2 separate regions of the Anas platyrhynchos genome follow, and region 1 is linked to region 2. A link is a contact called in public Hi-C data. All regions are on one chromosome and are shown on one strand. Each heading gives the region's core, a stretch centred on a gene start, on an enhancer-like site or on the middle of the called end of the contact. The rest is flanking DNA. Distances are from core to core; before and after follow the strand shown.

Region 1 (4,563 bases), core at 1,084-3,583, 35 kb after region 2:
GTTGGCACAATACCTGAAGTCACCTTGTTCTGTGCTAGTCATTTCTTTCAGTGTTTGGGGTCTTCAATATAAGCCAGATAGCCCCAGTTCTCCATCCACCATCAGCTGGAGCAGGTGTTTTTATTTCAGTAAAGTGGTTCTTCTTCCATCGAGCAGAACTCTCTGTGGCTGCCCATAATGACCACATGCATAAATGAAAGTGATCTTGCTGAATGAGGGAGACAGAGACTTGTGCTAACAGTTTTCACCTTATGACCATCCTTATGAAGAAACTGCCTTTCCTGATGGTTCAGGGAAATGTGAATGGAATATCACTGTCTCTCTTGCCAGGCAGCTCCTTGGTGAGGGTGTTGTAATCTTCCTCCCAGACCATGTGCCCTGAGTACTGCTCAGAAGAGGCAGTGTTTGTGGAGATGCCCATGCATTAGGGCAGGTCTGAGGGAACACTTGGTTCTGATGCAGCACAGTATGACCAACCCACACACTCTTGGCAGTCCAAGCAGCTAGCAGTCACTGCAGGGCTCTGGGTTTTGAGCTTCCTTGTGGATGGATGCCATACAGAGAACACCACATGAAGAAACCAGCTCGCAAAGATGAAAAACATACAACCAAACTTCCTTCCCTGTCCCTTCCCTTCCCATCCTCAAGGGAAATGCAGTGCTGCGGACTTCAGACTGCTATGTAACTTGCAAAGGCACTGCCAAAATGCCACCGCGATGTGTCACGGCAAAATATTTCAGCCAAATACCAGCCCAAGGGGGGTGGAGGAACCAACCATCCCTTTCTGTATTGCAGCAGCACTGATGTCACACACTGCAGCCAGCTTTGCTGGTTCACCCAGCTCCTGCCTAGTGAAAACAGTTGACATTCAGTTTGTGCCAGGCCAGGAATAGTCTCTGTAACTTAACCTCCTCATCACAACTTGCTAGGCATGTAAGAGATCCCCTGAAAAAAGCCTCTTTTTTAGAAGGGAAGGGAGTTTGATTTCTGATTAAGCTCCTTGAAATCTGTACATTCATCAAAGCTTTTCCAGTAGCTTGTATCGGGTGGTGCCTACTGCAAACACCTGAGATGTTCCTCAGCATTTCCCAAGCAGTTTCAAACGTTCAGATTTGCTTTCTTCTATATTGAAAATAAATAGACTAAAATCACATATCCCAAATTTTAGAACTAGCTGAATCCTGAGCTAAATTCAGACATTGTACCTTGCTTGCAGGCTTCCATACTTGTCCAAATAGATAGGGAAATGTGATTTTACCGGGTTACCAAGCCAACTATAAACAGCTTTCTTTGCCCAGCAGTTTGGAAGGTGATGTTATACAAATATAAGGAATAGTTAGACCAGTACAGTCCTGCTATTTCAATTCAGTCCTTGCAATGATCTGCATCTTGAACACTTGGTGTAGGTACATCTTTTCCAGCTTGAAACATTACACTGCCCAAGTGTTAATGTTATGTCCAGGCAAGACAAGGATCTTCACAAGGGTTTCAGAGACAGTGACAGTCACTATTCTACTTTAATCAGTGGCGCTGAGTTGTTTTTGTAACAGTGACTCCATCTAGGAAAATAATTGCTGAGATTACATCACAATCCCCATGTTTATTGTTACCCTACTCACTTTTCAGCAAATGTTCTCAGTTTACAAGGGACAAGATGTTTCTTCAGACCTCTGTCCATGATATCTGAAAGCCAAGCTTCCTCCTAGTTCAGGCATCACCACCAATAAATAGTGATAAGCATTGTGCCACTGGAATTTAGTCAACAGCTCCGTTGATGAGTGTGCCAGAACATAATCACATGCTCCCATGGCTGTGTTGGCTTTGCACAGTTAAGAGTACCACAGAAGCAGTAAAATTGTAATTTAATCTCTGGGCACATCTCTGCAGCGAGGATGCCCTTTTACATCTGTCTACAACCAAATGTAGCATTTTTTGGTATTTCTTTGCTTCTACTTTTTTTTTTTTTTTTTTCCAGAAATCTTAAAAAAGACTGTGAAAAGTTCCAGTTGATACAAGCTTGTCCTTAGACTAACAGAGATAGCTTTCCTTCCTCAGATAAGGTGTAGGAGACCATCCCAGCAGGCAAGCTTTTGTTGCCCCTTTGGCCAGTGTGTTTTGACTGCTGCAGACTGACACAGACGTTTCCTTAGAGCAGGCTCTTCCTTCAGGAAAATCTACACTACCTACTTCTATGTCCCATTTGCACTACCTTAGTGCCAGAAAGTTCTCCCTGTAGGAAATAACTATTGTCTTGCAAGTATTAGACACACTAGCCTGAAATCCCTGGGGGTCTCCCCAGCAAATGGGCAGCAGCAATGTGTGTCTGCCATAGCTGAACTTTCCTTTAGCGTCTCCTTATTCTGACTCAAGTGCAGAAGCAAAAAGATGCTTTGTTTACTGCCCCTCACCATCCCAGCTGTCCACCTTTGGTCTTCTTTACAACAGAGGCAGTAAAAACAATGGGTTTTCAGGTCTCAGCTGCTTCAGTTCCCAGCCCAGCAGATGGACATCTGTCTGTCCTTGCTGGCAGTAGGAAGTCAGATGCAGCTGGAATGGAGGCACTCATTTTCCTCTGTAGTCCCTCTGGAAGGGTAGCACAGCTGGGAGGTAGAGAACAGCAGGAAAGAAGTCATCTGGTGGCCCAATCCCTCCTTTTAACCTGGAGAAATCACCCACCCTCTAGAGTGGGAAGACAGCAATGGTTATTGCTCACTCGGCAGCTGGTCTCTGGTGGGGCTACTGTGTTGAAGGTTGTTTGACTGTTGTCTGTTAGGAACCTGACTGCCTTCCACAAGGTACCAAACCCTCAAATTATCAGTGTGGGATGGATACCTGTCTCTTTTGGTAAGAAATTTTGTAAATCACTCCTGAAATCATTCTAAAATGTAAATGAACATATGAATGAATGAGTACAGCATGTGAGAAAATCTTCAGCTCGTGCAAACAAATGTCTTTGTTTTTGAATTGTAGAACTCAAGATCAAAAATGCTGAAGATTGGAAACGTCCCAATATACTCCTTCTGTCACATCTACGTTGTTGGACTGTTTTTACCTCCTCACTAAAGATGGTCAGAGATGAAGCCAAATACAAGCATGAGAGGAAGTTCTAGAGTTGAGAAGCAAAATTACATGGCAGGTATGCACCTGAATTTCCCTCTCATGTAAGAGTTAAGCATCTCAGCCAAGAGCAGGATGGCCTTTCTCTGGTCTTTTTTTTTTTTTTTCCTTGCTGCATTATACACAAAAATGTATGTATGGTAGGGAAAATGAAGCTCTGTTTTGAAAAATCTTTGTAAAACATAAAATCGAGAAGCTCTACTAAGCTCATTTTATTCTGGTGTATATCTACTGTAGTTCTGCATAAGTCATTGGAATTGTATGGCTGGGAGGACAGAATCAAGATTCACTATGATAATTTAAATTTATAAATAGGTTGCCCTATTTATTTATTTTTTTAATAATAAAGGAAGGTGAAGAGTGTTTTCATTTCAAGAAAGAACTGTCTGAGTTATCTCAGCTGAGTAAGCCTGGTTTCTCTGACTTTTCATACTTGGACTAGCACTGAGTCATTACTGAGAAAATATGTCATTTCCAAGAGTCGCATGGAGACATGACAAAGTGGAATTGTGGACCTGGACAGCTGGAGGGTCTGAAATCTGGATTTCATTACTCAGTTCGATAGTAGATTCAAACTGTAGATGGGGATAACCTCCACCTGTATAGAAGCTGGATGCTACTGTAGACGTGAACTTCGCTGTTTCAGATCATCACAAGTTAATGAGGCAATTCTACTGGGAAATGGAAATACAGATCAGACTTTCTTTAGGGAGTGGGTTTTACATTGTTCTTGGAAATGCTCCTAAAGTGAGTTTCACTGCAGCGTATAGTCAATAGCCTGTTCAAGCCCTTGAGTGTGGGAATAAGTATCTAAAGAGTTTAGAGAGAAAACTCTAAAGGGTTTTAGAGTATACATTTCAAGTATAGCTGAAGGGTCTATTTTGCTTATATTCTTTCCATCCAATGATTCCCCCACCCTGTCTTCAGGCTGATGTGGATATAGATATTGCTGTGGGCTCTGCCTTCACATTGTATCCAGGGATTAATGGAAGGCTGTGTTATTTTATAATTATGTGGAATGGGTTACTATTTGCTCTCAGCTGTTTGGAACTGAAACCAAATGTTCTCTGTGCTCCTTTACTGGGACTGCTAGAGTCCCCTAGGCACTCCTGCCTTCTGCTGGCTAAGTTGATATTAGCAGGCTCTTCAGTTTCAATATTCCAACCCAACCATATCTGGATATGGGTGGCTAAAGCACTTTACCTCAGCAATATTTGCTTGGAACATGCTAATGAACAGTAAAATATTTTTTATTATTCTTTATGCTTTAGCTGCAGTGCCATTCTGCTTTTTCAAGCAAGGGCTGTGCTCAGGGTACAAGTCACAGTAAAGCTCCAGCCTGACATGTGGAAGTTCTTTTCTCAAGACATAGTGTGCAATGATGTACTGTGACATTCTTTGTTGAAATAGGTTTTCTTTTCTTTCATTACTGTTTTACCTTTTTTT
Region 2 (4,403 bases), core at 1,626-4,125:
CATGCATCATCAGAAAAGAAAATGCCAAAGTAGTCCACAGCTCAGCTGAGTAGACTTTTCAATTTGCAGATCTCCTGTCCCAAATCTTGCTCTATTTTCACAAGGTTTATAAAATCGTGTAGTATCCCTCATGGAATTTATAACTTTTTCTGAACTTAATTTCTTCTGTACCAGGTGAATTTGGATTATTTGTTCATTTGGTCTGTATCAATGTGCAAAGAACATTTTTTACATTTCTAACCCAGACTGATTTTGTGTTATGCTGGCAGCAGGAAAGATGGGTATAGCAGATGGCAGTATCTTCTCTGGTGAAGGAAAGCACTTATGCATCTCTTTGGGAAGCTGTGTATCTTTTGGGTTAACAACTGCCAGCTAGCACTTCAGGAGCTGGGATGAAATGGAGTCACCATCCCTGAGGGTGTTTAAAGAAAGCTTGGATGTGGCACTAAGGGATATGGTTTAGTGTGTGGTATTGGTGGTAGGGGAATGGTTGGACCAGATAGAGGTGGTTTTCCAACCTTTATGATTCTATGGTTCTATGAAATGCAGGTAGGCACACAAAAATTTGGGTTGAAAAATCAACATAGCAAACCATGTGGCTAATGTTTTCATTTTAAAGGTGCATATCTGGTGTGTGAAAACAGTCAAATTTGTTCTAGATGGGGTTTCAGACCAGGTAAAGTTTTGGATCCTGGGACACCTGCTGATTCTGTTTCTGGAATGATGCTTTACACCAAAGGATTTCAATTCCTTTTTAGTTTTGAACAGCTAAAAATTTTCCAGGAAAGCTATCAAGCTCTGAGTAGTGCATTTAGGCCTGCAGATTTGTTCTTAGGATTAGCTATGGTGATTCTGAAACATAGCTTACAGCATAATGTGCATTTGTAGCCCACAGCTCAGAGGAATGATTTTACAGAGACTTGTATTCTTACTTGTCTTTAGACAACCCTAATCTGATCTGGAGCCCATTGTATAACATGTTTATAAACACTGGAGACAAACTGTCCAGTATGAAGTAGTTTATTTAGGTTAGAAGATTAATAAGAAAGAGTCTTTCAGGCTTCTCATAATGCCACCAGCTAGCCTGTCAGTTAGCTGCCGGTGTAGAATGAGAAGGACGTGTTGATGCTTGAGATGACTGGGAAGTGTTTCACTTAGCTAAGGAAATAGGAAAGAGGTCAGGATCCTGCCTTCGACATAGCAGCCCATGAGTCACTGGGAGGAACGTGTGGGAACACACAGAGCACAAGTTTACCAGGTTAAAGGAACTGAGGAGACAACATAAGGCCTGTGTCCCTCCAAAAACAAGGCTGCAAACAGTTGTCACTGGAGACAGCAGCTCTGTTTGTTTTTGTAGTTTGATCTTGTTTTATTTTCAATAGAAGCAGCTCACATTTTATTAGCAGCTTGAGACCATCTGACCTGACTTGCTTTTTCCCCTGAAAGGGATTATTTTTCCATACAGACATCTTTCAGGGGGAAGTTTCTTTTAAAACTACAAAAACTTCACCAACTGGCAAATACCTCAACCCTCAATCAAATTTAGTTGAAATTGTTCAATAAGTCCAGATGACTTGGGAGGGCTGAGGAGCACACACGGGCAACACTGATCATGTCTGCCTTGTTGTAGGAAAACATGGCATAGAGAATCTATGGATCCCACCTCTCACCCACACTGCCCCCTGGAGATATCCTGAAATATTTTTGTCTTGGTTGTCTTAAAAATGTGTATACTCCCACGTGGATAACCTGTTGCTTTTTGACTGTATGTCCTCTATTGCATGGATGGATTTCTTGCATTGAGTGGAAAGTATTTATTACAGTATAGAAAGAACCTAATCTGTATTTTCCTTTCTTTATTAAAACAAAAACAAAAATAACAAAACAAAACAAAACAAAAAAACACCTAGAAAACACTACCAAAAATAACAGTAGAAGAACTCTATTGCCCTAAGACAACCTTTTGGAAATGCTATTTTGTGCTACCATGGGAAATATCAGAAATAAGCTCTGCTAAATCAAGCTGCTGCATATTTCCATGGCTGTCTTTAGTAACACAGTTCTATGGTGCTCAGTCTTTCCTGTCCCCTTTTCCCTGTCCTGTTCCCACCTGGCTTCAAGAGCAGATCCTCTCCCCATCTGAAACAGTGAATGAGGCAGAGTGAAGAGGGCAGTTGTTCAGCATATCTGTTTATTCCCATCCTTATGTGGGAGTAGTGGGCCTTATTTATTGTCTAACCCCTGTGCTGAACACAGAACAAACTTGTATAATACCAGGGAAGCTGCTTTGTGTGTATAAACAGGTGCTTTGGCAGATGAGGACCGGCAAGCTCGGGCAGCTCCTGCGGGTGGGCATGAAGCAGAGAGCAGCACTTCGGCATTGCTGAGCCCTCTCTCCATCTGTCACAGGCGATGGCTTTTACCACTTGATCCAACTCTACCAGAAAGCTGGGTTAGGCTCAGGATGGAGGTGTCTGCTTGTTTTTTTTCATCAGGCTTCAGCTAACAGCTCCTCTGTACAGGTCAGCTCCACACTGGAGCTGTGAGTCTGCTCAGGGAGAGACAGGACCCTCTGCCCAGATCCCGTGGATTTCCATATGTGCAGTAGCCCATTGGAAAACCTCACTATGTTGCATTTGTCTCATTGCTGAGGTCTGTCTGAGCGAGCTGCTGGAGGAGGAGGTTCCTCCACGTGCTACTTTTTCTCTGAAGCACTGTGAATCACAGTGGGGATGCTGTGGAATTTGGGAATGATGCTACAGGAGTTGGGAGGCTGTGGGTGAAGCAACAGTGCCACAAAGCTGTGCTGCCCCTACTCATTAAAGATGTCCTTGGGGGTAAGATTGGCTCTCTGCTCTCTGAGCAATGAGTTTAGGCTTGGGCGACCTTAAACAAAAGCTGCAGTACCCGCTGGATGACAGTGTCTGCTCCTCTGCTTATCAAGTGTGTCTTGGTTGCTGGCGCGCGCTGTGTTGATAAAGTTCCTTTAGTGCGGCAGCATTGCTGGAATTTTTCCTGTGTAGGTTTTCATACGACATGAGCAAAACATCCAAGGCAGCCCAGCTTTGTCATTGTTGCACATTCTGATACACCCGGCTGTGTCTTAAAATACCTTTGAAGTGTTAGAAAGCTGCTAAGCAGCCTCTGAAAATGGCCGTTTACTCTTTGCAGGTGGCATGCACAGAGCAAAATAGAAGGGCCAGGAAAATTCAGAGCAGGAGAATGAAAGGGTAAAAGTATGCCCAATTCCCACCAGTATTCTAGCATCTCCCATCCACCTGTACTCTGTGTAAGCAGAGAAATACAGGTGTGTTGGACTTTGTGGACAGTGAGGACATTGTGAATAAAATGCTTGCAAGAACATTGTGGTTATTGGAAAAAGACTAAACAATAGAGAGTCTGGAAACCTGGCACTGGAGTTAGACTTGAGAGGAAGCTAAACAATCATAAATTTTGAAGGAACTACAAAGGCAAAAGGTTTTGCATTAGTCCGCTTCAAATGCTATGTGATTCTAATGCAGAGGAAAAGTTGTGTGTTTTTTATTTTTATTTTATTTTATATTTTATTTTATTTTATTTTATTTTATTTTATTTTATTTTATTTTATTTTATTTTATTTTATTTTTTATTTTATTTTATTTTATTTTTCAAATTCTTGAGAGTTTTGCACCTCATGGGGGTCTAGGACTGGGAAGCAGATCCCAGCCATGCTCAGGCTGTGTCGGGGTACAGAGCAGCAGCATCTTCTGCTCTCCAGAGGTTCTCTGTTCTTCTGAAAATCATCCTGTTCATTTTACTGTTAACTCAGGAAGCAGAGCACAATCTCTAGCCAGTGTTTATAAGAATATAAATGTAAATAGCTGTGTTAATGGTAAACCTCAGGGTACCCAGAAAAGAAATGAGGAAATCAAATGATATGAAGATAAAGGTACCATTGCCAAAACAGAGTGCCTCTATTGTTTTTCTAAAACACATTTCTATATATGTGTTTATATATATATATACACACCTTATTTAAAAGAATAATAAAAAAGAGCAAGATAGGACACCCAGTGCAGTCAGAGTTCTCAGTGTTTAACTTTGCCTTTTCTTGACATGTTTGACAGCTTCTTAAGGTTTTTTGGATATTAACAGTTTCTAGAGGTACTGAGCATCCTTTTTCTTTAGGGTGTACAATAAGAGGGTGACAAAAGTAAACTGCCCACCTGTAATAACACTTAGTTTTAATGAATTAATTAGGCTTTGAAGGGAAGAGTAAAGGGAGGTAGATGGGAGGAGAAGGTGGCAGAACTGACAGATTTGTTCTTGTTTTCAATTGCTGTAGTGAAGGTGATTTGGTACTTTGCTCTTATGTGTGTGGTCCTGTTTTAACAATGCTGGTGTCAGGAAAGTTAAATAGGTCC

What was found. Hi-C and Micro-C count contacts between places; a contact is called where the count stands out from the background.
Region 1: a Hi-C map of small yellow follicle shows a contact between it and region 2, with 2.6 times the contacts expected there. The contact joins two enhancer-like sites. A contact is called at or near these places in 4 of 8 Hi-C or Micro-C datasets (F5 follicle, skeletal muscle, small yellow follicle and 1 more).

Annotation. Positions count from the first base shown.
Region 1 is chr6:22,670,463-22,675,025 of IASCAAS_PekinDuck_T2T, forward strand. C6H10orf71 (chromosome 6 C10orf71 homolog) reads left to right here. Exons shown (of 4, transcript XM_038181135.2): 3 at 2,971-3,136. Among named protein-coding and RNA genes, the nearest start is that of C6H10orf71, 20 kb to the left of the region's middle. Within about 2 kb of position 2,334, at least 2 of the 8 cell types and tissues checked have an H3K27ac peak or open chromatin away from gene starts, as enhancers often do. A contact at or near this core is called in small yellow follicle, where this site is marked.
Region 2 is chr6:22,634,821-22,639,223 of IASCAAS_PekinDuck_T2T, forward strand. No RefSeq gene overlaps it. Among named protein-coding and RNA genes, the nearest start is that of TMEM273, 5.4 kb to the left of the region's middle. Within about 2 kb of position 2,876, at least 6 of the 8 cell types and tissues checked have an H3K27ac peak or open chromatin away from gene starts, as enhancers often do. A contact at or near this core is called in small yellow follicle, where this site is marked.